Linked DNA regions of Mus musculus: all the other regions are linked to region 5. The links are chromatin contacts, called in public Hi-C, HiCAR-type and promoter capture Hi-C maps. All regions are on one chromosome and are shown on one strand. Each heading gives the region's core, a stretch centred on a gene start, on an enhancer-like site or on the middle of the called end of the contact. The rest is flanking DNA. Distances are from core to core; before and after follow the strand shown. Region 1 holds the start of Plppr3 (phospholipid phosphatase related 3). Region 2 holds the start of Txnrd1 (thioredoxin reductase 1). Region 3 holds the start of Med16 (mediator complex subunit 16). Region 4 holds the start of Arid3a (AT rich interactive domain 3A (BRIGHT-like)). Region 5 holds the start of Dohh (deoxyhypusine hydroxylase/monooxygenase). Region 6 holds the start of Hcn2 (hyperpolarization-activated, cyclic nucleotide-gated K+ 2). Region 7 holds the start of Ptbp1 (polypyrimidine tract binding protein 1).

What was found. Promoter capture Hi-C pulls out the DNA fragments that hold promoters and counts their contacts. Hi-C and Micro-C count contacts between places; a contact is called where the count stands out from the background. HiCAR-type assays count read pairs that join an accessible place to other places. Capture Hi-C pulls out chosen DNA fragments and counts their contacts.
Region 1: a contact with region 5 is called in a promoter capture Hi-C map of liver, with 4 times the contacts expected there. The contact joins the promoter of Plppr3 here to the promoter of Dohh in region 5. A contact is called at or near these places in 3 of 39 promoter capture datasets (liver and neutrophils), 2 of 115 datasets of contacts at active chromatin or transcription factors (embryonic forebrain and regulatory T cells) and 1 of 9 other capture datasets (liver).
Region 2: a Hi-C map of B cells shows a contact between it and region 5, with 8 read pairs. The contact joins the promoter of Txnrd1 here to the promoter of Dohh in region 5. A contact is called at or near these places in 1 of 39 promoter capture datasets (pre-B cells), 1 of 484 Hi-C or Micro-C datasets (B cells) and 2 of 115 datasets of contacts at active chromatin or transcription factors (astrocytes and pancreatic cancer cells).
Region 3: a contact with region 5 is called in a promoter capture Hi-C map of pre-B cells, with 2.8 times the contacts expected there. The contact joins the promoter of Med16 here to the promoter of Dohh in region 5. A contact is called at or near these places in 3 of 39 promoter capture datasets (cranial neural crest, hippocampal neurons and pre-B cells) and 3 of 9 other capture datasets (adipose tissue, liver and macrophages).
Region 4: a contact with region 5 is called in a promoter capture Hi-C map of liver, with 3 times the contacts expected there. The contact joins the promoter of Arid3a here to the promoter of Dohh in region 5. A contact is called at or near these places in 4 of 39 promoter capture datasets (hippocampal neurons, liver and pre-B cells), 2 of 115 datasets of contacts at active chromatin or transcription factors (astrocytes and pancreatic cancer cells) and 2 of 9 other capture datasets (liver and pancreatic islet).
Region 6: a contact with region 5 is called in a HiCAR-type map of astrocytes, with 4 times the contacts expected there. The contact joins the promoter of Hcn2 here to the promoter of Dohh in region 5. A contact is called at or near these places in 4 of 39 promoter capture datasets (erythroid cells, frontonasal cranial neural crest, hippocampal neurons and 1 more), 1 of 115 datasets of contacts at active chromatin or transcription factors (astrocytes) and 1 of 9 other capture datasets (liver).
Region 7: a promoter capture Hi-C map of liver shows a contact between it and region 5, with 4 times the contacts expected there. The contact joins the promoter of Ptbp1 here to the promoter of Dohh in region 5. A contact is called at or near these places in 1 of 484 Hi-C or Micro-C datasets (B cells), 6 of 115 datasets of contacts at active chromatin or transcription factors (astrocytes, bone marrow-derived macrophages, cardiomyocytes and 3 more) and 3 of 9 other capture datasets (adipose tissue, liver and pancreatic islet).

Annotation. Positions count from the first base shown.
Region 1 is chr10:79,872,992-79,875,973 of GRCm38.p6, forward strand. It overlaps Plppr3 (phospholipid phosphatase related 3), which reads right to left and starts at 1,643. Exons shown (of 7, transcript NM_181681.2): 1 at 1,029-1,643. The coding sequence starts at 1,103.
Region 2 is chr10:82,857,548-82,860,481 of GRCm38.p6, forward strand. It overlaps Txnrd1 (thioredoxin reductase 1), which reads left to right and starts at 1,659. Exons shown (of 15, transcript NM_001042513.1): 1 at 1,659-1,753. It overlaps Gm38560 (predicted gene, 38560), which reads right to left and starts at 1,461. Exons shown (of 4, transcript NR_156010.1): 1 at 1,410-1,461.
Region 3 is chr10:79,907,318-79,910,508 of GRCm38.p6, forward strand. Med16 (mediator complex subunit 16) reads right to left here and starts at 1,621. Exons shown (of 15, transcript NM_198107.2): 1 at 1,501-1,621; 2 at 174-339. The coding sequence starts at 1,578. It overlaps R3hdm4 (R3H domain containing 4), which reads right to left. Exons shown (of 8, transcript NM_177994.5): 8 at 2,735-3,191. Gm24019 (a small nuclear RNA gene) reads left to right here and starts at 1,878; the gene lies at 1,878-1,984.
Region 4 is chr10:79,925,946-79,928,798 of GRCm38.p6, forward strand. It overlaps Arid3a (AT rich interactive domain 3A (BRIGHT-like)), which reads left to right and starts at 1,396. Exons shown (of 9, transcript NM_001288625.1): 1 at 1,396-1,455. It overlaps Gm40715 (a long non-coding RNA gene), which reads right to left and starts at 1,046. Exons shown (of 2, transcript XR_001779822.2): 1 at 517-1,046.
Region 5 is chr10:81,382,968-81,385,843 of GRCm38.p6, forward strand. Dohh (deoxyhypusine hydroxylase/monooxygenase) reads left to right here and starts at 1,467. Exons shown (of 5, transcript NM_133964.3): 1 at 1,467-1,611; 2 at 2,752-2,876. The coding sequence starts at 2,807. Gm48551 (predicted gene, 48551) reads left to right here and starts at 1,467. Exons shown (of 6, transcript NR_168929.1): 1 at 1,467-1,611; 2 at 2,752-2,876.
Region 6 is chr10:79,714,983-79,717,953 of GRCm38.p6, forward strand. It overlaps Hcn2 (hyperpolarization-activated, cyclic nucleotide-gated K+ 2), which reads left to right and starts at 1,652. Exons shown (of 8, transcript NM_008226.2): 1 at 1,652-2,237. The coding sequence starts at 1,687.
Region 7 is chr10:79,853,128-79,856,070 of GRCm38.p6, forward strand. It overlaps Ptbp1 (polypyrimidine tract binding protein 1), which reads left to right and starts at 1,305. Exons shown (of 14, transcript NM_001077363.2): 1 at 1,305-1,594. The coding sequence starts at 1,587. It overlaps E130317F20Rik (RIKEN cDNA E130317F20 gene), which reads right to left and starts at 1,844. Exons shown (of 1, transcript NR_029447.1): 1 at 1-1,844.

The DNA.
Region 1 (2,982 bases), core at 393-2,892, 1.5 Mb before region 5:
AGCTGGGGGCGTGGTCAGGGTAGAAACCCCTGCCTAGAATCCCCCAGTGAGGAACTGGGGGCACAGAATCCACCAGTAAAGGATGGAGGTGTGGTCAGGGTGGAGGCCCGCCTAGGATTCCCCAGTGAGTGGGGTGGGGGCGTGGTCAGGTGTAGACCTCAGGTCTAAGCTCCAGGTCCTGGATTCTGTAGCCAGCACTAAAGACATACATGAAAATCATTTTAAATTGAGTGAGGAAAAAAATAGCTGTAAAGCAAATTCTGGAAAGATTTCAAAGGATTCTGGTGAGAGTGGGTCTGAGGGGCTGGGCAGAGCCTTGGAGTGGGCTATAGTCACCCTTAAATGTCATGTTGGGACATAAGCATTCCCCCTAATGCTCTGTGGCTCACACAGGTCACCTGCTGAGGACAGAAGGCTGGGCTCCAGCCTGATCAGGGGCTTCTGAGACTCTGCCTGGCTCACAGCTTCTGCCATTCAAAGGAAACCGCAACCCTCCACACTTAGTATGCACCAAGTGAATGCATTTATTGTTTTCTATTTTTAGATGCTTTCAGCTCTCCACCACAGCTGTCTGGATTCACCGAGGGGTTGACGAGCTCTGGTGGAGATTGGGCGTGGGGCACACAGTCATGCCATTAGAAGAGTGCTTGAATTTAGACGCACCTCGGGTACTGCAGAGCCAAGTACCCAGCACCCACCCACCCTCACTAGTTGGGGCTTGTTCACCTCCAATGCCCCAATTTCCAGCACACACCCCCCCGCCCCCAATTGAGCTTCTCAACCCTGTCCTTAAAGGAACGCCCAGCATCCTAGCATTCCCCCATCTGTTCCCACATTCTAAAGGACCTTTCTGAGGCTTTGCAACTCCTACTCGACCTGTAAAACCCTGTGCCTTTGGAACCAGCCTCATCCCCATCTCAACTCCAGGTGGCCTGGTTCCGCGGTGCGGGTTCCTGTTCCTGCAGCATGAAGTGGACGGTCTCAGAAGCTCCCTGCCACGAAGATCTCTCACCGCGACCCCCACTCACCTCCACGAAATAAAAGCAAGGCAGGAGTGTCATGCTGTCCTTCGGCGTTTTATTCTTCTCCTTCATAGCAAGCATGGTGACGTTGGCGCTGTAGGCCGAGATTGCAGGGGGACAAAGGCAGGCTGGAGACTAGGAGCTGCGCAGATGGAGTCTCCAGGTGGGGAGATAAGGGTTAGCCAAGAGGGCTCGGGGAAACTGAGGCTGGAGCAGAGGGGGAACTTGGGGAAGGGAGAGGCCGGAGCCCCCGCGCGCGCACGCGGCTCGTTCACCTGGAGGGAGCAAGGAGGGCGGAGTCCCTTGCAAAGCGCGGACACAAAGCCAGGGTCCCCGCGTGGGAGGGACGCGAGGCCCGGGCGCGGTGTGCGGCGCGTGAGCTCTTTGTCTGCGCGCTCTGCAGCCCGCTCGGCCCCGCCCCAACCCCGCCCCCGGCTTGGGCGCCTCCGCCTCCCACTCTGCGGGTCTCAGGGTCTCTGGCCCTGCGCGGGGACCGCAATCTGGGTCTCGTCCCTGCCCCTTGCGCGTGCCTTCTGTGCGCCTTGCGCGAGCACGGTTGATCTCCGGGACCTAGGAGCGCGCGGCGCAGTGTGGGGAAGGCGAGATCCCGCGCCCCGCGCCTCCAGTTGCCTCCCTGCGTCTCACGGTCGCCGATTCCTCGGCCCCCACGCCTTCCGTGCCCGCGGCTCGCTGGAGTCCGTTTCCATGGTGAGGTCCCTGGGCGCCTGAGCAAAAGGAGACAAAGACACAGGGGTGGAGGGGCTGTCCTCTACCTTCTCTCCCCCTCGTCCCCGTCCCACCTCTCCTCTGTCCAACCACCAGGGCCACCTCACCCTCCTGACCCTGGGCAGTTGATGCCTTGAGGATAAAGGACTGTAATGTGCACTTATGCAGTGCTTGCTGTTTTCAAGGGTTTCCTCTCCACAGAGGCAGTCCTGTAAATGTACCCACTGGTTGACCCCACCCCATCCTGGATGGGACAAACTGAGGCCCTAAGATGTTAGATCGGAATAGTCACTATCTGCTGAGCACCTACTGTATACCAGGCCCTTAACAAACTCTTGTGACCCACTGGGAAGTGGGACTTAGGCTGACAGACCCTGCAACTCTCTGTTGAAAGCTGAGTGTAGTGGTACACGGCTGACGTCCCAGTATTCAAGAGGCTGAGTCTGGAGGATTGTTGTAAGTCCCAGCCCAGCCTGGCCTACACAGTGAGACTCTGTCTTAAAATCATTAAAAAGGGAGTGGTGTGGAGGCCAGAGCGATGTCTCAATCTGTAAAGCACTTGTGCTGCAGGCGTGAGGACCTGAGTTCGAATCCCTCTGCCCTGGGTACAGGAGGAAGGCAGGATCACCAGGACTCTCCAGCCACCATCTCACCTAAGCAGCAAGCAGCAAGCCAAGGAGAGACCCTGTCCCCAAAGGTCAGGTCAAGCTAGGGTTGGTCTCAGGGACCAAGAAGCCTGCTTGTGTTCCTCTCTCTTTCTGTGAGACTGGCGGGGGGATTCCATGGGGTCAGCCTGCATAGTGACACCCTCTTTCAAAAAAACCAAAAAGGGCCTTTGAAAGGACCCATGAGCACACAGAGGCTGTAGGGCTCACGTATAAACATGAGCACGCAGGACTGCAGGGCTCAAATATAAACACGAGCACGCAGGCACCGCAGGGCTCACGTATAAATATTATGGGTTTATTCTCACTGTCTCAATGCTTTCCCCAAACTGACTGCTGTGTTCCCAGACTCTACCTCAGCCTCATGTTTTCTGAGTTTCCTCATGGGAACAGCAAGCTCCCCAGGCCTGATGGCCATACAGAGACACCCAGCACAAAAGGAGCAGCAAAGAGGAGCTGGTGGTGTGTGTGCAGTTTTCAGTCACGTAAGGCAGGAGAATTGCTGTGAGTTTTGATATAACCTGCTCTATAGACTGAGATTGTGACTCAAAACAAAAAAAGAAATAAAA
Region 2 (2,934 bases), core at 409-2,908, 1.5 Mb after region 5:
TTAAACTGGACCAGGGTAGAGCTCTCTGCATCTCCTCACAACAGGGAAGCTGTTTTAGCCACTTGTGCTATAGTCTGCTTATCTTAAGAGCAGTGGGGAGTTGCAGTGGCATATGTAGTCTTTTCTAATAAGCTGTTAGAAAAAAAAATCTCAACTGGGGCTGGAGAGGTGGCTCAGTGGTTAAGAGCACTGACTGCTCTCCCAGAGGTCCTGAGTTCAATTCCCAGTAACCACATGTTGGCTCACAACCATCTGTAATGTCTGAAGACAGTGACAGTGTACTCAAATACATAAAATAAATAAATCTTTAAAAAAAGAAAAAGTAACATCTCAACTGTGATCCCTCTCTGACCAGTCCATGTAAGACACTTTCAGGGTCAAGCTATTAGAATCCTATAATCACAGCATTAGTACATTATTGTAACTTAGTGATAGAAGAGCCTCTCTCTACCCTGTCGTACTCTTGAAACAAGTTGCACTGTCTGTATTTTTAAGAAGGGGGTGTTCATGACCTTCCTTTACAGACTGTCCCAATGTGCAGTGCCTGAAATACGGCAAACAGAGCTTGGCTGGGGAGCCAGGGGTAATCAGATTTGCCATCCCTTGGTCCTTAACTACGTTTGCCCTGAACACTTTGGAGCTAGACACTTTGTAGCCAGTCCTGACACTTGCGTATCAGGGGCTGCTCCGGTTCAAGCACTGCTTGTACACACACAAGAAATGAGCAGCGGGCAGTGTGGGCTAAGTATCTGGTCAGCCTGGCAGCCTGTGTGTCCGTTTATGCAAGTTTCTTACTGTCACCTTGGAAGAGCCTAGAAGGAAAGTGGGGAGGCCAGTTCTCAGAAGGCGTGGCTTCAGGCTGGCAACCTTCTCACCTAGTTTTTTTTTTTTTTTTTTTTCCATAGTGGGTCAGACAATTCATTCATTCATTCACCAAGCATTCTTAGTAGCCTAGAGGCAGGAGGCATGAAAGGACAAGGCCTTCTTTGGTCGATGCTGGTGGTGGTGTGCCAAGTGTTTTCCTTAAGGTGAACCCCCAAGCCCGATTGGGACGAGGAGGAAGTATTGTAAGGGGAACTAGTCATTTCTTCTCAGGGTAACTCAGGATGAAGTAGGCATAGCTTTAAAAAACCAGGGAACTTCCTTAAGAGAATCACCAGACTTGACTAATCCATTACCTTAGGTCACTGCCGCCTTTGCAGTCAATTAGATTAACTTTTGGATTTTTTTTTTTTTTTTTTTTAAGAAAACAACTATTTGGCAGGGTCACAGCCAGTGCCAGGGGCATCAGATCGTCTGTATGGGTGCCGGGCGTCAATATTTTTAAAATTCCTCATGTGACTAACGCAAGCTTGTGTAGATAGCAGCGCCTTAGGGCTGAGCCCGGGTTACTCACTCCACACTCTTACTCGATTCTGGTTCCCAACATTCTTTGAATAGCAGCCGCGGCCTTTGGGTCGGGGGGCGGTTCCGAGCAGCGAGGATGTTGTACGGTCCAATTAGGAGCTCTCACTTTGCGGGGACAACCGGGACAGGTTGCCGGGGCTGCGCGGGGACTGGATTTTTGCTTTGTCATTCTGACACGGGCAGTTCGCCCGCCTACTAAGAGCAGGGCGTGGCTTCCCGGAGCCACTAGGAACCCGCAGCTCTTTATCCTCAGTTTGCTTCCGTCAGGCCTCGCGTCCACGCGGGAGGTGCGGGACGCCGACACCGCGGGGCGAGAAGAGCTGGTGGTTTCACCTTCCTTGTTCATGTAAGCTCTGTGTCAGCGTGGAGCTGACCGCTGGGGACCTGGGATGCCCGGGACGGTCGCTGGCGGGCCTGGGAGCATCGCTCCGGGGTGGTGCTTTGGAAATGTCCGGGAGGGGATCGTTTAATGTGCGACTGAGCAGGCTGGGAACAAGCTAGGGTAAGCAGAAGACAGCCCGGGTCACAAGCTTCAGGATATGAGGACTTGGGTCTGGCCCTTGTCTGCTGATGCCTGGCAACCAGAGAAAGTGGGTATTCTTTGTAGAGCAGTGATCTTGAGGTATATATAACACTGTGACGAGTAAGTATATAAATCCGTGATAACATTAAGGAGTTTCATGCCTTTACAAATGTTTCCACTTCCTAAGCCCCATGAAATTCCTTGGAATTGGCAATCGCATGTTTCCTAGTGGCTTGCCCTTCTTGACCCAGGCAGTTAAACAGGGCAGCTGGGACTACAGCACAGCCTTTCCCTAACTGAAGGAGGCGGTGCAGACTAGTACAGAGCAGAGACAATCCTGCCTGGATTGAGTCTCGCCTCCAATGTTGACCGGCAGCTCGAACTTGCCCAAGTTGGTTGACAATATGTAGCTCGGTTTCCTTTACCTATGAAATGGACATGGTAATTTGGTAATACATCTAAAAGTACATTGTGAAGACTAAATGTTTATATATATATAATGCTATAGCACTTTGTAAATATATCTCACTGTTGGTACTAGTACTGAATAACTATGCTTTTAAGTGCTGGTGTCAGTATATATGACATACTGACACTACACACACACACACACACACACACACACACACACACACACACATATTCATTCATTTAGCTGTGGGCTACATTTTCAATAGTTCCAGACTTTTCCGAGTTCATTACTTTGTGAAATAGGACCATCCTCCTCTGATGTCATCCAGAGCGGATGGATAGCGTCTTTGTGGACCTTCGTTTTGCCCGCGGTTTCAGATTCCAGGAAGCCCTGGGTGTTGCATTCACCCGGCGCAGCGATCAAAAACCAGACCACGCAGTGTTAATGTTAGGTGGCTACGAGGCTGGTGTTTTTAGCCGCCATGCAGAGCTTTTCTGAGTTCTGGGGGTCCTGGAGTCTTGCTGGCCCGGCTGCTTAAGGGTCGGAGTCCACTGGCGAGAGTGACCCAGGGCGCGTGGCGTCCCGGAAGCCC
Region 3 (3,191 bases), core at 371-2,870, 1.5 Mb before region 5:
TTCTCCCACCTTGCTTTCCCTGGCCTCTCAAAACCCTCTAACTGGCATCAGAGTGTCTGGCTCTGCCACCACGAGCCTTCCAGATCTGAGGCACAGTGGAGCCACACCTGGCAAGCCCACCCACATGGTCTTGATCCCCAGGTCCTAGCCAGGTAAGGAGAGCCAGCACTCACCCTGGTCATCATTGCGTAGGTCTGTGGTGAAGGCAATGAGGTTCCTGCAGGACCAGGCACAAGCCAGGGGCAGCGACGGGCAGTACGTGCTCTTGGCCCACTTCTCCCATTCGCACACATAGGCCAGGTCCATCATACCCACCGCACCCAGCACGGTCCCTGGCTCCTGGGGAAAAGGGAGGCAGTGCTCTATAGCAGCTCCCAGCTAAAGGGTGTCTAGAATGTTCTCCAGCGAGAGCCCTGCTATAAAATCCATGATGCCCCGCCTGGGGTCACTCCTCCCTAGGCAACCCAGATCAGCCTGAGCTCAGCCTACAAACGCTAAGCACCCTCCACACACACAACCGGGCCCACCCCTACCACTTCAGTCTGGGCCTCAGTCTACACTCTAGTTCAGTCTCCAAGCCTTGCCTGGGACCTAGTAGCTTAGACCCCGCAGCAGCCCATGCCACACAATACTCTCAACAAGTTAACATCCAAGGCTCAAATTCTGAGCCTTTTTTTGTTTTTTTTTTTTTGAGACAGGGTTTCTCTGTGTAGCCCTGGCTCTCCTGGAACTCACTCTGTAGACCAGGCTGGCCTCGAACTCTGAAATCCGCCTGCCTCTGCCTCCCAAGTGCTGGGATTAAAGGCGTGCGCCTGGCAAAAAGCCTGAGTCTTTTTTTTTTTCTTTTTGGTTTTTCGAGACAGGGTTTCTCTGTATAGCTCTGGCTGTCCTGGAACTCACGTTGTAGACCAGGCTGGCCTCGAACTCAGAAATCCGCAGCCTCTGCCTCCCAAATGCTGGGATTAAAGGCGTGAACCACCACACCCGGCTAAATCCTGAGTCTTAACACACACACCTCCACCACCTCCCGCCCAAGCTCGTTAAGCTCCACCCACATTGTCTAATCACCCTAGGCTCCGCCTCCAAACCAAACTGGTAAATTCAGCCTCAGTTTCTGCTCAGCTTGTGACTACTAGGTCACCTCTCTGCATCGATCTCAGATCTTTAGCACCCCCAACCCCGGCCCACCTTAGACTCCGCTCCCTAGGCCACATCCCTCTCTATCAGTCTTATTTCTTCAGACTCTGCCCCTCCATCCAACTTCTGAACTCAGGCCACGCCCCTCCCAGGGAGGCTCAGCCCCTCGGACCACGCCCCCTCCTCAACCCCGTCGCCTTAGGCTCCCCCTATTCACATCCCTCCCACAACGGCCTCTACCCAGCAAGCTTTGTTCCCAGGCCCGCCCTCTGACCCCGCAAGCCCCGCCCCTCGGCCTTCCGCTCGCGGTTTTAGCCTGAAACGCACCAGCCACGAGTCCCGTACCCCGCACGCCGTACTAACCTGTCCGCCCCGGGCGCCCAGTCGGCCCGGCGGCCGCGGTCCACACTCGCCCCAACGCCCGGGATCCGACGCCGCCATCTCTAGGCCCGCGCCGGCCCCCTCGCACAGACTTGTGGGAGAAGCTCGGCTACTCCCCTGCCCCGGTTAATTTGCATATAATATTTCCTAGTAACTATAGAGGCTTAATGTGCGATAAAAGACAGATAATCTGTTCTTTTTAATACTAGCTACATTTTACATGATAGGCTTGGATTTCTATAAGAGATACAAATACTAAATTATTATTTTAAAAAACAGCACAAAAGGAAACTCACCCTAACTGTAAAGTAATTGTGTGTTTTGAGACTATAAATATCCCTTGGAGAAAAGCCTTGTTTGTGCTCGCTTCGGCAGCACATATACTAAAATTGGAACGATACAGAGAAGATTAGCATGGCCCCTGCGCAAGGATGACACGCAAATTCGTGAAGCGTTCCATATTTTGTTCCTCAGAGGAACTGACAAGCACCCTAACATCCTATTGGAGGCTCACTCACGTTTTTTCTATTTTGTTTCTTGACAGCAGAGCTCGTTGCTCACTGTATAGCTCAGGTTGGCCTGACACTGATGAGGTTCTCCAGTGACTGCCTCTACCTACCTACTGGGATGACAGAGGTGTACCACCAAGCCACGGGCTCCTGTGTGAGTGTGTGTGTGTGTGTATAAGTGTGCCTTCCACAGTGCACGTAAGAGGACAAGGAGTTGGTTCTTGCTCTCAGATCATCAAGCTTGGCGGCAAGCACCTTAACGTGCTTAACCATTTTGCTGGCCCTCAAGTGACTGTTGTTTGAGGCAGGGTCTCACTGTATGGCCCTGGCTATGTAGACTAGCTGGCCTTGAACTCACAGAGATCCATCAGCCTCTGGCTCCTGAGTGCTAGGATTCAGAGGTGTCCAACAATGAGACCTGTCTACCACATGGCCCAGGCTGGCCTCAAAATCACTTGTCACTGGTCACCATGTGGTTTAAATGGTGCTGGGGATGGAACCCAGGGCTTTGAGCATGCTAACCAATTGCTTTCCCCATCGAACCCCAACCTGGCACCTCATCTTTAAGCATTTTACATGTTGTAAAATGAACTAATGTTATAGAGACTTTGAGGTTCCCCCGTGTCCAGCTTGCTAGCTCGTGCCCTCAGTGATCTCCCAGTCTCACCCACCCCCACCAAACCTAAAGACAAACACGGGGACAGGACTCGAGCACCAAGGCTTTATTAAAATCGTCCCTTTCCCCCAAGCTCAAAGAATCACACAGAAGGGGAAGGGAAGGAGGGCCAGGCCTGCTGAACATATAAGACCTCTGCAGTGACCACAGCTATGCTGAGCAGCAGAGGGGACAGGGGAGGGGACAGGGAACACAAGGTCAGAGGCTTCTGGCTGGAAGTCCTGGACCCCTGGCATAAGGAGAGGGGAGAAGGAGGAGGAGAGGACAGTCTGAAAGGCAGGCAGGGCCTAGGGAGCTGGGGACAAGATACACACATCACCAAAAAAAAAAAAAAAAAAAAGCATAAAATGAGCCCTTGAGACAATGCTTGTCCAGGTTCATGGCACATGGCGTGCATACATGTGCGCCACACACACACACACAGACAGACAGACAGACAGACAGACAGACACACACACACACACACACACACACACAAGAAAGTGTCC
Region 4 (2,853 bases), core at 146-2,645, 1.5 Mb before region 5:
CGAGAGAGAGAGAGAGAGAGAGAGAGAGAGAATGGGAATGTATGTTGCTTTCATTATCTTGGCAGAATGTTTTGGGGGGTTGCCCAAGTTTACAGGGGACACACAAGATGATTAGAGGGAGAAAGATCTGCTAGTAGCCCGTTTGATGCTGGAGAAGAATGCTGGTGTGCAGGCCCAGCTCCACCCCGGGGCCACACCCCAACACATCAAGGTGTCTAAAGTTTGAAGGCGCAGTTCGCTGCCACCTGCAACTTTCTTAGCCTTGCAGGCTAAGGTTCCAAGCAACTGCTGCAGTCTCAGATTCTAGGGAGGATTCCGGGAACTTGGATTGGCCGGAGCCACCCCATCTCTCCAGACACTCACACAAGTGGCTTTCAAGGGGCAGACTGCTCAAGATCCCCACAACAGTCTAACAAGGGACCTGAGCACCACCTATGGGGAACTAGTCGAGGTCGGGGGTTGCCCTGAGCACTGGCGTTACCCACTAGAATCGTCTCAACTTCTAGCTGAGCTCACATCATGCCTCGGTTTCCCAGCCTGCAAAATGGGACCTCAGAATCCAGTACTCTCCCGAGACGAACTGGGTAGACCGAGGCAGGGGCTTCACTGAGTTGGTTAAAGGATGGCCCTCCTTTCCCTCGCTCCTAGGTACGGTCGTCACGGTTCCTCGCATTTCCTCGAACGCGCGCGCAGCCCAACCCGGTGCTTTTGCGCACGCAGCGCCCTCACACCCCAGCGTCCCAGCCCCCGCAGATCTAGCCTAGCCGGGGGTTTTTAAGCCCATTTCAGAGACGTGGAGCCTCAGGCCCGGAAGGTTAGGGTAGCATAGTGGGCGGAGGTTCCAGCTCCAAGCTTGGCTTATCCATCTTGCGTTCCGGGTGAAACCAGGAAACGGCCGGGGGCCCAGGTGACTTTCCGCTCAGAGGTGGGGCGAGGAACCCTTTTTAACTCTTCGGGATTCCCGCGATGGGGCTCTCGCAGCCCCGCCCTCCCGCTCGCGGCCTCTGCGCCGTGGGCTGCGGCGTGCACTTTGCGCACGGTCCCTAAGATGGGGGCGGAGCGTCCCTCAGTCCGGTTCCCCCTTCCTTTTATTATTTATTATCATTTAAAGGGGCCGCGACCTGAAGTTTTCCGTCCACTCTGTGGCGGCTCTCCGGCTCCCCTCCACCTCCTCCCACCGTGGACGTCCTCAGATTGAGTTGGAGAAGGGGGACCCCGGTGTGGTGTCCTGGGAAAGCTTGGAAAGGGGGACCCTGGAGAGACACCCACCACCTCCTCCTGCGTCCCCGGGGCTGCTGAATCACCGGCGAGGTATTTGCATCTGAGAGCAATTTGTCACACGGCGATTCGTCTGCTGGGTGGGGGAGGGGCGGGGCGGGGGGCCCGGTCGCGCGCGGAGACCTCGTCCCTATCCGATCCAGACGGATGGAGATGTAGACGCGGCCTGGAGACTCGGTGAGGCGGGTGACCCCGAAGCCAGGAGCGTGCACTGGGCACCAGGGGGAGGCCAAGGGGGAGAGAGGCCACCGGAGGCCACCAGCAGGCTGGACTCTGGGCTGGGCTCCGGGCACCGGGGCATGCGCCCCCCGGGCCACCCCGGGCGGTAAGGCCTTTTGCAGCGCGGCTCTAGCGATCTCTCCTAAAGGTGGCAGCGTAGGGCACCCTGGAAACCGACAATTGCGGGGTCTCCAAAGTTAGGCAAAGACGCGCGCGTAGAGGGGTGCAGGGCTGAGTATGCGACTTGACGGATCAGAGTTGGGGTGGCTGTTGCGGTTGTAGATCTTGGAGACCTTCATCCGGTACACGAGTGCGCGGGGGTCGCGAGTGCGCGCTGTCCCCTGGCGGAAGGAAACGGACCCGGGGTGTGTGTGTCTGTGTATGTGCGCGCGCGCAGAGGACTGGGGGCTGCGCTCTGGGAACATGGTTTTGCTTTTTCTTATTAATTAAAAAAGATGTTTGGAGATAGGATCTTACTGTGTAGTACGGGCTGACTTAGAACTCGAGTTAAAGCTCAGACTAGCCTGAAACTCGAGGCCATCCCCCTGCCGCAGCTTTCCTTCCCAAGTGCTTGGGAAAATCCCAGGCCGGGCGCGCCACCACGCCCCGGTACCTACAGTTCTTTTTCTCTTCCAAACCTGTGTCCAGCGGGGTCCGCCCATCTCCCCCCCCCCATTTCGTTCCCTAGCTCCAGTGTACTACTGGGACTGGGGTCTCCACTTGCCCCGCGGGGTGCGCCCATCCAGATCCCTCCGGTAGGGTCCCCTGCCCCCCCCCCCCCGACACAAAAGAGGGAGCAGGAAGCGCGGAGTGCGCGCGTGTGTGTCAACTCGCAGCGGGTTTGTCAAATATCTTCCGTTTTTTACGACTTGGGCAGCAGGGTCACCCCCCCTCCCCAGCTCGCTCTTTCCAAGAAGCCTTTGAAATACCGACTCCACTGGGGGGGTTGTTTGTTTGTTTTTTTGTTGTTGTTTTACATTTGTCCTCTGACTGGGGTGTGTTTTTGCACACGTCTCCTGGGGGGGCACAGTGCCTTCTTTCCCAGCCCCCTCCCCAGCTCCTGCCCTTCCCCCTCCACCTCCCTTGGAGGAGAGAGGGGCCCCTTTCGCCACCCTCGGGCCCTGGCCTTGCACAACTCCAAATAACCGTGTTTTGCAAGGCCTGGCCGAGCTAGTGACCTCTCTCTCTCTCTCTCTCTCTCTCTCTCTCTCTCTCTCTCTCTCTCTCTCTCTCTCTCTTCCCTCTCTCCCTCTCCCCCTCCCTCTCTCCCTCCCTCCCTCCCTCCTTCCCTCCCTCTCTCTCTCTCTCTCTCTCTCTCTCTCTCTCTCTCTCTCTCTCTCTCTCTCTCTCTCTGAC
Region 5 (2,876 bases), core at 217-2,716:
GTATTTTTAGCGTATGTACTGACATTTGCATTTTCCACATTTATATCCATGCATCATACAAGCCCATATAATAACAGGCTTCCTGGTAGCATTCTGAAAAATAGTGTATTTTTGTCTTAATTTTATTTTTACTTTAAAAATTGTTATTACCATAAATTAAATTTACATAATTATGTAATAACGGACTTCATGGAGGCTGGAGACATGCTTGGTGGTTGAGTGTACTGACTGCTCTTCCGGAGGACCCAGGTTCAGTTCTCAGCACCCACATGGTGACTCACAACTCTGACTCCAGTTCCAGAGGATCTGTCGCCCTAACATAGACACACATCCAGGCAAAACACCAATGTACATAAATCATTAAAAAAGTAATGAGGAAGCCAGGCGTGGTGGCACAGGCCTTTAATCCCAGCACTCGAGAGGCAGAGGCAGGCGGATTTCTGAGTTTGAGGCCAGCCTGGTCTACAAAGTGAGTTGCAGGACAGCCAGGGCTATACAGAGAAACCCTGTCTCAAAAAAAAAAAAAAAAAAAAAAGTAATGAGGAGGCTGGAGAGATCAGTGGTTAAGAGTACCGACTGCTCTTCCAGAGGTTCTGAGTTCAATTCCCAGCAACCACATGGTGACTCACAACCGGTGTACTTATATATTATAAGTACATCTTTAAAAATAAATAAATAAATCTTTAAACCAAAAAAGTAATGAACTTCATGACATTTACACACACACACATATATACATTTGTTTTGTTTTTTCGAGACAGGGTTTCTCTGTATAGTCCTGGCTGTCCTGGAGCTCACTTTGTAGACCAGGCTGGCCTTGAACTCAAAAATCCGCCTGCCTCTGCCTCCCGAGTGCTGGGATTAAAGGTGTGCGCCACCACGCCCGGCTTTTTTTTTTTTTTTCTCCCCGAGACAGGGTTTCTCTGTGTAGCCCTGGCTGTCCTGGAACTCACTCTGTAGACCAGGCTGGCCTCGAACTCAGAAATCCACCTGCCTCTGCCTCCTGAGTGCTGGGATTAAAGGCGTGCGCCACCAACGCCCGGCATATTTAAAAATTTAAACTTCGACTTTATGGTCATGTCACTGCCGTATATCCTGTTGATCCCCAGAATCGAACTCATTCTCAAATTGACTGCAAGTGCCCTCACTGCTGAGATTGCTCGTAACGCCTATTTTATCTCCCATTTCTTTTCCTCTGTTTTGGTCCCAGAGACCATTGGCCGCGCCCTGTAGAACATAGCCACGCCCACTATACACTGCGCATGCGCTATGCACGGCCGGCCCGGTTGTGCTGTGAATGGGATCAAACCATTTTCTTTTCTCTATGGGAGAGACGGTCGGAAACTCTTCTTCCGGAGGAAGACCGGAAGTTGCTTCTCCGGCTCTTAGGACAGTCCTGGGGCGTCGCTGCCGCATCGTTCCGGGTGTGGTCACCCCTAGTCGCGACGATGGTTCCGCCCAGCATGGTCACGTGGCCATCAAGATGGCGGCGTCCAGAGGACGTCGCGCGAGATGCGTCCGCGGACCTGTTCTTGGAGCTGTCGCAGCGACTCTCTCCATCTGTCCCGAGTATACGGAGCTTATTGACGAGTCCCTGTAGACGAAAACACGGTGAGCAGTGCCAGAAGTGCCCCCCCTTCGGGGGACTTCCGCTTTGAGGTACTCGCTGCTCCCGGGAGCGCTGGGATTTCCCTTGAGGGGGTCCTACGGGGAATTGGACCCTTTTCCTTCAGTATTTGACGTCACACAGGATATCATGTAGCCCAGGCTAGCCTCCAACCCACTGTGTGGCTACGAATGGCCTCCTCCTACCCCGTGCTTAGCTGACAGGTTGGCCGCCTATGCGGGGCTCACGTGCAGGCCGGCCCGCGCTTGACCTCTCAGCTTAAGTATTTGGAAACAGGATCTCCTGGGACCGGTTATCTTCCTGCTTCAGCCTCTGCCCAGCCTGGAGCCTTTTTGAATTAAGCGGGAGGCCCCATACCTCGAATGGGCACTCTTGGACCCACGAGATCCTTGGTCTCCCCTGTTGTTGCTCGGGGTAAATCGGGATGTGGGTCTCACTGCCACACAGCTGCTGCCAGCTCCCGTAGACCTGCTTCATGTGTGTTGATGAATTCCATTTTCAAGGTGTGACTGTAGGCTGATGGGCATCACTGGTGAGGCAGCCATACCTGCCTCATTAAACTCGGGGACGCTGGGTGACATCAGAGCCCAGAAGGCCTTCCAGCTTGCCACAGCCTGCTAGTCCAGTTTGTTATGTATGCATCTGCTGTATGTCTAATGGCTGACAGGGGCCGGTCCTCTTATACTGGACGATGTCTGTTTCCGTGTTAATTCATCCGTGAAAGAAAACACCTGTGTGGGAGTGTTGTCCTGCATCTATGGGGCCATGCAGAGGGTACAAGTTGTGCAAAGGCAGGAGCAGGGAGAAGTCCGGAGGGAGGAGGGGACGGATAAAGTGTATCCCACAGGGCTACATGAGAACCTCCAGTAAGGTGGTGTGGGAGGCAGGGGTGAGATCCATTTTGCAACTGACAGTTTCTAGATCCCTCATCTAAGCTATCCTGAAAAAGTCTGGCCAGGTGGTGGTGGCGCATGCCTTTAATCCCAGCACTTGGATGGATGTGGAGAAAGTTCTGTGGCCTGGAGCTCAGGGGTCCTCCTGCCTCAGCATCCCGGGGCTGGAATGGCAGATATGCAGGTGTGTGCCCTAGCTTGAGATTTCCCCTTCTCCTTTTTCTACCGTAGGTTTCTACTGCCTAGAATCCGGCCTTGCAGATCACGTGCTGGGGAGGCCGTTGCCATGGTAACGGAGCAAGAGATAGAGGCCATAGGGAAGACCTTGGTGGACCCCAAGCAGCCCCTGCAGGCCC
Region 6 (2,971 bases), core at 402-2,901, 1.7 Mb before region 5:
TAATAAATCTTAAAAGAAAAAGAAGACACCTGGCTCTTTTTAGAATCCTTTGTGAGCCCAAGGGCTGCCTGGCAGAGCAGTCTCCTGGCATGGCAGGTCCTCTGCCAGCCAGTAGCCATGCTGCCTCCTCCCCTGCACTCAACCACAAGTCCTGGAGCTCTGGCGACCTGCCCAGCTGACATCTTCCCAGGGTGAACATAAAAGATCCCCCTTCATCTGGAACAGGCATGTGCCCTGGGGCGGAGCAGCCTGGCACTGTCAACTGTGATGTTCAAAAGTGGAGGCCAGAGGGGTGCCAGGGGCAGCTCCAGAGTCCCCGGGGTCGGGGCAGCCCATCTGTGTCAGATGAGGGCATGCAGCTGGCATGGCACATCCAACATCACTGGACACCTACTGTGAGCAGACAGAAGTCATAGCCCCATTCTTGAGACACTCAACCAATAGCTAAATATGAGGTCAGGCCAGAAACAGTGAAGGCTGTAGGGACCTTGATGACCCATAAAGGGCTGGAAGGGTCCAAGAGAAGTTAAGAGGGACCCAGAAGATCTAAAAGGGTCTAGAAAGGGTCCAGAAGCATCCAGGGGAGTTTGTAAAAGGTCAGAAGGATTTAAGTGAACTTAGGGTCCAGGGAAATAAGGGAGAATCTAAGGATGCCCAGAGGGGACATAAGAAGGTCCCAAGAGTCTCCTGAATGAGAACTTTCTTCCCACCAGTTCACAGCTATTCTTCCCCTGTATTTCCTCCCTTCTCCCCAACATCCTGTCATAAAATCCTCTCCACTCTTTGGTGAAGAAGGGTGGGAATTTAGAGTCAGAACTAGTGTCACCTGGCTCCAGCCTCAGGCCACAGCCTTAGGACCCCCAGGAGCCAATGTCTCCCCGGACCTGGGGTAAAGTGTGGAATGTAACTGATGCCTGAGTCAAGGTGGCAGAGAGTAGGGGTCGGGTATATGTACAGAGGCAGAAGTTGAACCAGGATCCCCTGGAGACCGCTAAGGACTACCTAACCTGGGATCCTCACTTTTTAAGGGAGAAGTCGCCAGAAGCCACAGGAGTCTTGCTACTGTTTTTGTTGCCTGACCATGCCTCAGTTTCCCCACAAGTAGGGCTTGGAGATGGGCTGAGATTAGAACCCAGAATGATCTCAGCCCTTCTCACAAATATTCATAGGTTTCTGCCTTGGAGGCGGTGAAAGCGACAGAGCCAGAGATATGGTAGCCTCCGGGAACACACTTTTATTATGGAATCTGCCACCTTGAACCGAGAAAGGAGTTGGCACCCGAGGGGTGAGCGTCAGCGGTTGCCCCGCCCGCGGTGTCCTCGAGATCGCGGAGGAACCCCAGAGTGGACCAGGGCTTGGTCTGCATCGTGCGTCAAGGCAGGGGCCCGCCGGCTGGGCTCTGTGACCTTGGGTTCGTCCTTGGCCTCAGTTTCCCCCTGGGGAACCGAGCCTGAGCGCATCTCCAAGGTCTCAAGGGGCTGACTGACCTTGAGCCTGCTTGCTGGCCAGAGCCTCAGTTTCCCCATCCATCCCTGTGTGGGGTGAGGGTGGTTCAGGTGGAGGCGGGGCTCCCGCCCCCGCCCCTCCCCCGCAAGCAGAGGCTCCACCCCCGGCTCCGCCCTCCCTCGGGCTCGGCCGGCGGCGGCGGCGGCCGCTCCGCTCCGCACTGCCCGGCGCCGCCTCGCCATGGATGCGCGCGGGGGCGGCGGGCGGCCGGGCGATAGTCCGGGCACGACCCCTGCGCCGGGGCCGCCGCCACCGCCGCCGCCGCCCGCGCCCCCTCAGCCTCAGCCACCACCCGCGCCACCCCCGAACCCCACGACCCCCTCGCACCCGGAGTCGGCGGACGAGCCCGGCCCGCGCGCCCGGCTCTGCAGCCGCGACAGCGCCTGCACCCCTGGCGCGGCCAAGGGCGGCGCGAATGGCGAGTGCGGGCGCGGGGAGCCGCAGTGCAGCCCCGAGGGCCCCGCGCGCGGCCCCAAGGTTTCGTTCTCATGCCGCGGGGCGGCCTCCGGGCCCTCGGCGGCCGAGGAGGCGGGCAGCGAGGAGGCGGGCCCGGCGGGTGAGCCGCGCGGCAGCCAGGCTAGCTTCCTGCAGCGCCAATTCGGGGCGCTTCTGCAGCCCGGCGTCAACAAGTTCTCCCTGCGGATGTTCGGCAGCCAGAAGGCCGTGGAGCGCGAGCAGGAACGCGTGAAGTCGGCGGGGGCCTGGATCATCCACCCCTACAGCGACTTCAGGTGCCGCCTCCGGGAGGGGCCCGTCCTTGGCGCGCCCGGGAGAGGGCGGGGCGCCACGTCCCGGATGGTGACCTCGGGGTGGTGGCAGTTCGAGTCACCGGGCCGAGGATGGGGGGTAGTCCCCTCGCGGTGACCTCGGGCTCGACCCGGACCCACCCCCGAGGGACCCTGGTGTGCAGAGGGTCCGCCCTTTTGGAGGCCTGGAGTGAGGGGGTCCTTGGCGCTCCCCCTCCCGCGCGCCCTAGTTGCAGTGGGCGAGAACCGCGGCCTCAGGGCCAGGGTCTGAGCGCATAGGGGTGGAGAGGACGAATAGAGGGGAACGTGGGTGCCCGTAGGCCGCGGAGCAGAAATGAGGGTGGAAAGATGGGTAGAAAGGAGAAAGGAAGAAAAAGGAGGAGGAAGGAAAAGAAGGGAAGGAAAGAAGGAAGAAATAAGGAAGGACGCATGGGAAAGGACGCGCTCGGGAGGCCTCGGGGAGGGCGTTATTAAGCGGGCGCCTCGCGTTCCCACGGTCTCCACTTGCGCCCGGGGCGGGCGCGTTCCGAGTACCCACACATCCCGGGTGTGTGGCTACGGACGTGGCCTGAGTTGGCTGCTGCGTGCAGCGAAAGAAGCTGGCGTAGGGCCATGACCCGAGTGTTTGCGTCTGTCTCTCCTTTCCGAGCGAGCTTGTGATGTGATGCCCGAGAGGGTCCTGGGGAGGCGTGTTTCGGTGGATCAAGGGGAGGCGTGTC
Region 7 (2,943 bases), core at 55-2,554, 1.5 Mb before region 5:
TTCTGGGAGGTCTCTGAAATGGCTTTCAACAAACTCTGCTAGTGTAGACCTGTGCTTCTTGGACATGAGCAGCCTCCAACTTCACTGGCAGCCACCCGTGCAGGTTAGCTTCTGAGGGTGGGGCTCCTGCTTGGCACCAGCCACCCAGAGAACAAAAACTGGCAGCCAACCTTATCCCTGATGGTCCAGCCAGGACCTGATGGGAGTCCCAGAGGGCTCAAATCCTATGCCTTGTTGTGTGTGTGTATGTGTTTTCTAAATCCGCGAGACGGTCCTGATTAGTGATTCTGGGCCTTCAAGCTAGCTGCTGTGCCGGCTGGCTGGGGCCTGAAAGACCTCACTCCCAGCGCGGCCTCCATGGAAATCGGCAGCCGCCCCTAATCCAGGCTGGAATCCTCTGGCACCAAGCCCGCGTTGGGGCTCCAAGGCTGTTGGGCCCCTGGCCAGATCTGCAAGGAAACCAGTATAGCCGCCAGCCCCTTTGCCCCGCCTCCCACGAGCCCTGTATTACAGAAAAGGGAGGCCAGTGCTCTGGGCTCACCTCCCGTGCAGGGCGGAGGAGAAACTTTTCCCCCTTGCCTGGCTTTTTTTTTTTTTTTAGCAGATAACCAGGCAGACAAGAATCCGGATAGTTTGTGCCTTTGGGAGTCCTACCAAAGGATCTGTTTTATAGCCTGCACTAGGCCTTGGAGAACCCGTCTTGCTTTGTGATACCCCAGGACTGGAAGGCAGAATCCTGGCTGCTGGGGTGAAGGTACAAGAGGGCGGAGTTTCGTCCCTCCAGTGGATTCTGCGGCTGCTGAGTTTGTAGCCTCGTTTCCCCAGCTTTAGGCAGAACCAGCCACACTGCGGCTCCTTTCCTCGGTTTCCCCATCCCTGCGACACAGATGGAGCTTGGCTGCTGTGGGTAGACAAAAGACGGAAAGAGATGATTCACAATCTAGTCGCGACTGCGTCTATGAAGCACGTGGCCTCCACCTCGTTGCGATCTAGTCCAGGAGAAACTCGGTTGAAAGGCCAAATTCTGGCCACGTGACCACAAGCAAGCTAGGGCAATACGGGGTTTTCTGCCCGCTTCTAAGATGGCGAAGCAGCTTGCTTTACTCTCACGTTGGAGGCTAACGGCTTCCAGTGCCTGCTTGCAATATGGAGGCAACCTCCAGAATGCACGCTTCTCTGCGTCTGACCCGCCACGTACCCACTCTCAAGATGGCGTCCCACGGGTCGAACAAAGGCTCGCTCATTGGCTCAGATGGTATCACGTGCGTCTACTCATTCACTCCCTCCCCCTCCCCCACCGGCCGTTTCCGTCTTCCGTCTTGACTGACGGCCGTCCCGCCCAACAGCTGTCTGCTGTCTGGATGCGTTTCGCCCTTGGAGTAACCTTTTGACCAATAGAAGGCCCTGGCGGGGGCAGGCGGGGTTGACCACGCCCACAGACCGCAGCGGGAACCAATGAGGATCGCGCGCGGGGGACGTGTGCGGGCGTCTCCGCCATCTTGTGAGTCTATAACTCGGAGCCGTTGGGTCGGTTTCTGCTATTCCTGCGCCTCCGCTCCGTTCCCCGCGGGTCTCTTCCGTGTGCCATGGACGGGTAAGTCCTGCCGCGCCCCTCGCACGCCGCTCCGCTCACCACTCCGTCCCAGCCATCGCTGCCGCGCGCGTGGACTTTTGGCCCCCGCCGATCCCTCTAACCGCTGCAATGGGCGCGTGCGTGTGGCCTCGTTCCGCGTGGCGCGCTCGGAATCCCGGGCGTCTGAGGCCCTTAAGGAAGCCGGTTGGCTTAGGGCGACCGCACCCAGCTTTCGGCTCCCCTTAAGCCCCTCGCCCAGCGCACTTCCGGTGCCCGCGCGGTTCATCCGGAGGAACCCAGCGCCCCCCTCCCGCCCTCCGCGTGCACGCGCGCTCCCTCCGGTGAGACGCGCTCACTCGGAGCGGCTCGGCCGCTGCGATCCTTCCCGCCTGCCGTGCTCCAATCCGGCCGGCTCGCCCTGTGCCCCGAGCAATGTCGCTTCGCACGCCGCATGCGACCCCGGGTGCGCGCGCGTAGTAGGGCGCGCGCCCTGGTGCGGGCACGCGCGCGGACCTGTGCCGAACGCGCCCGCCCTTCCCGCCTGGGGGGAGGTGTCCGGAGGAGGCCTCCAGGGCCCCCCATTGGAGGGGCGGGTGGGCCAGAGTGAGGTTCAGTTCGGTCTCCGGTGTGGGCGCCGGCCTGGCATCCGTATCTCCCACATGCTTCCCGGATGCCCCCTCCACTGGCAACTTTTTGTAGTTTTCGGTTTGTTTTGGAGACCGGATCTCATTGTAGGCTGGTCTGAAAGATCTGCTTGCGCTTGCCTCTGCTTGCGTAGTGATGGGACTAAAGGCCTGCGTCACCAGGCCCCGACTTTTTTGTTGAAACTTTTTGTTTGGCTTTTGGATAAGGACTGGCCTTGAATTCCTGATTTTCCCCACCTTAACCTCCCTAGTGCTTTGAGTCACCAGGCTTAGTAAGCGGCTTTCCTTTTAACACGATTCTGAAAAGTAGTTTGGCCTAGCTTCAAGCTGAGTACCTATGGCAGTCCTCCTGCCTCAGCCTTCTAAGTGCTGAGATGACAGACAGGAGTCTCCAGTTGCCTCCTTTGAGCAACTTACCGAGGATCTTTGAGCGGGGTGTGGTGGTGCACACCTTTAATCCTGCCAGAGATAGGCAGATCGAAGTGAGTTCTAGAAGGGAGTGCAGAGAAATGTCGCAAAAGATTCTTTGAAAACAGTAAACCAAGCAGAGGGTTACACATACCCCAGCCACCACTTCTGGTGGAATCCCTTCACGAGGCAGACCCCTGAGAGCCATTTGGTAACCTGCCAGCTGTGGTAGGCTTGCTGCTGCCTGTAAGCAGGCTAGGTGTGAGGCGGCAGGGTGCAGTCACGAGGGGCTGGGGTTGATCAGTAACCTAGGGTGTA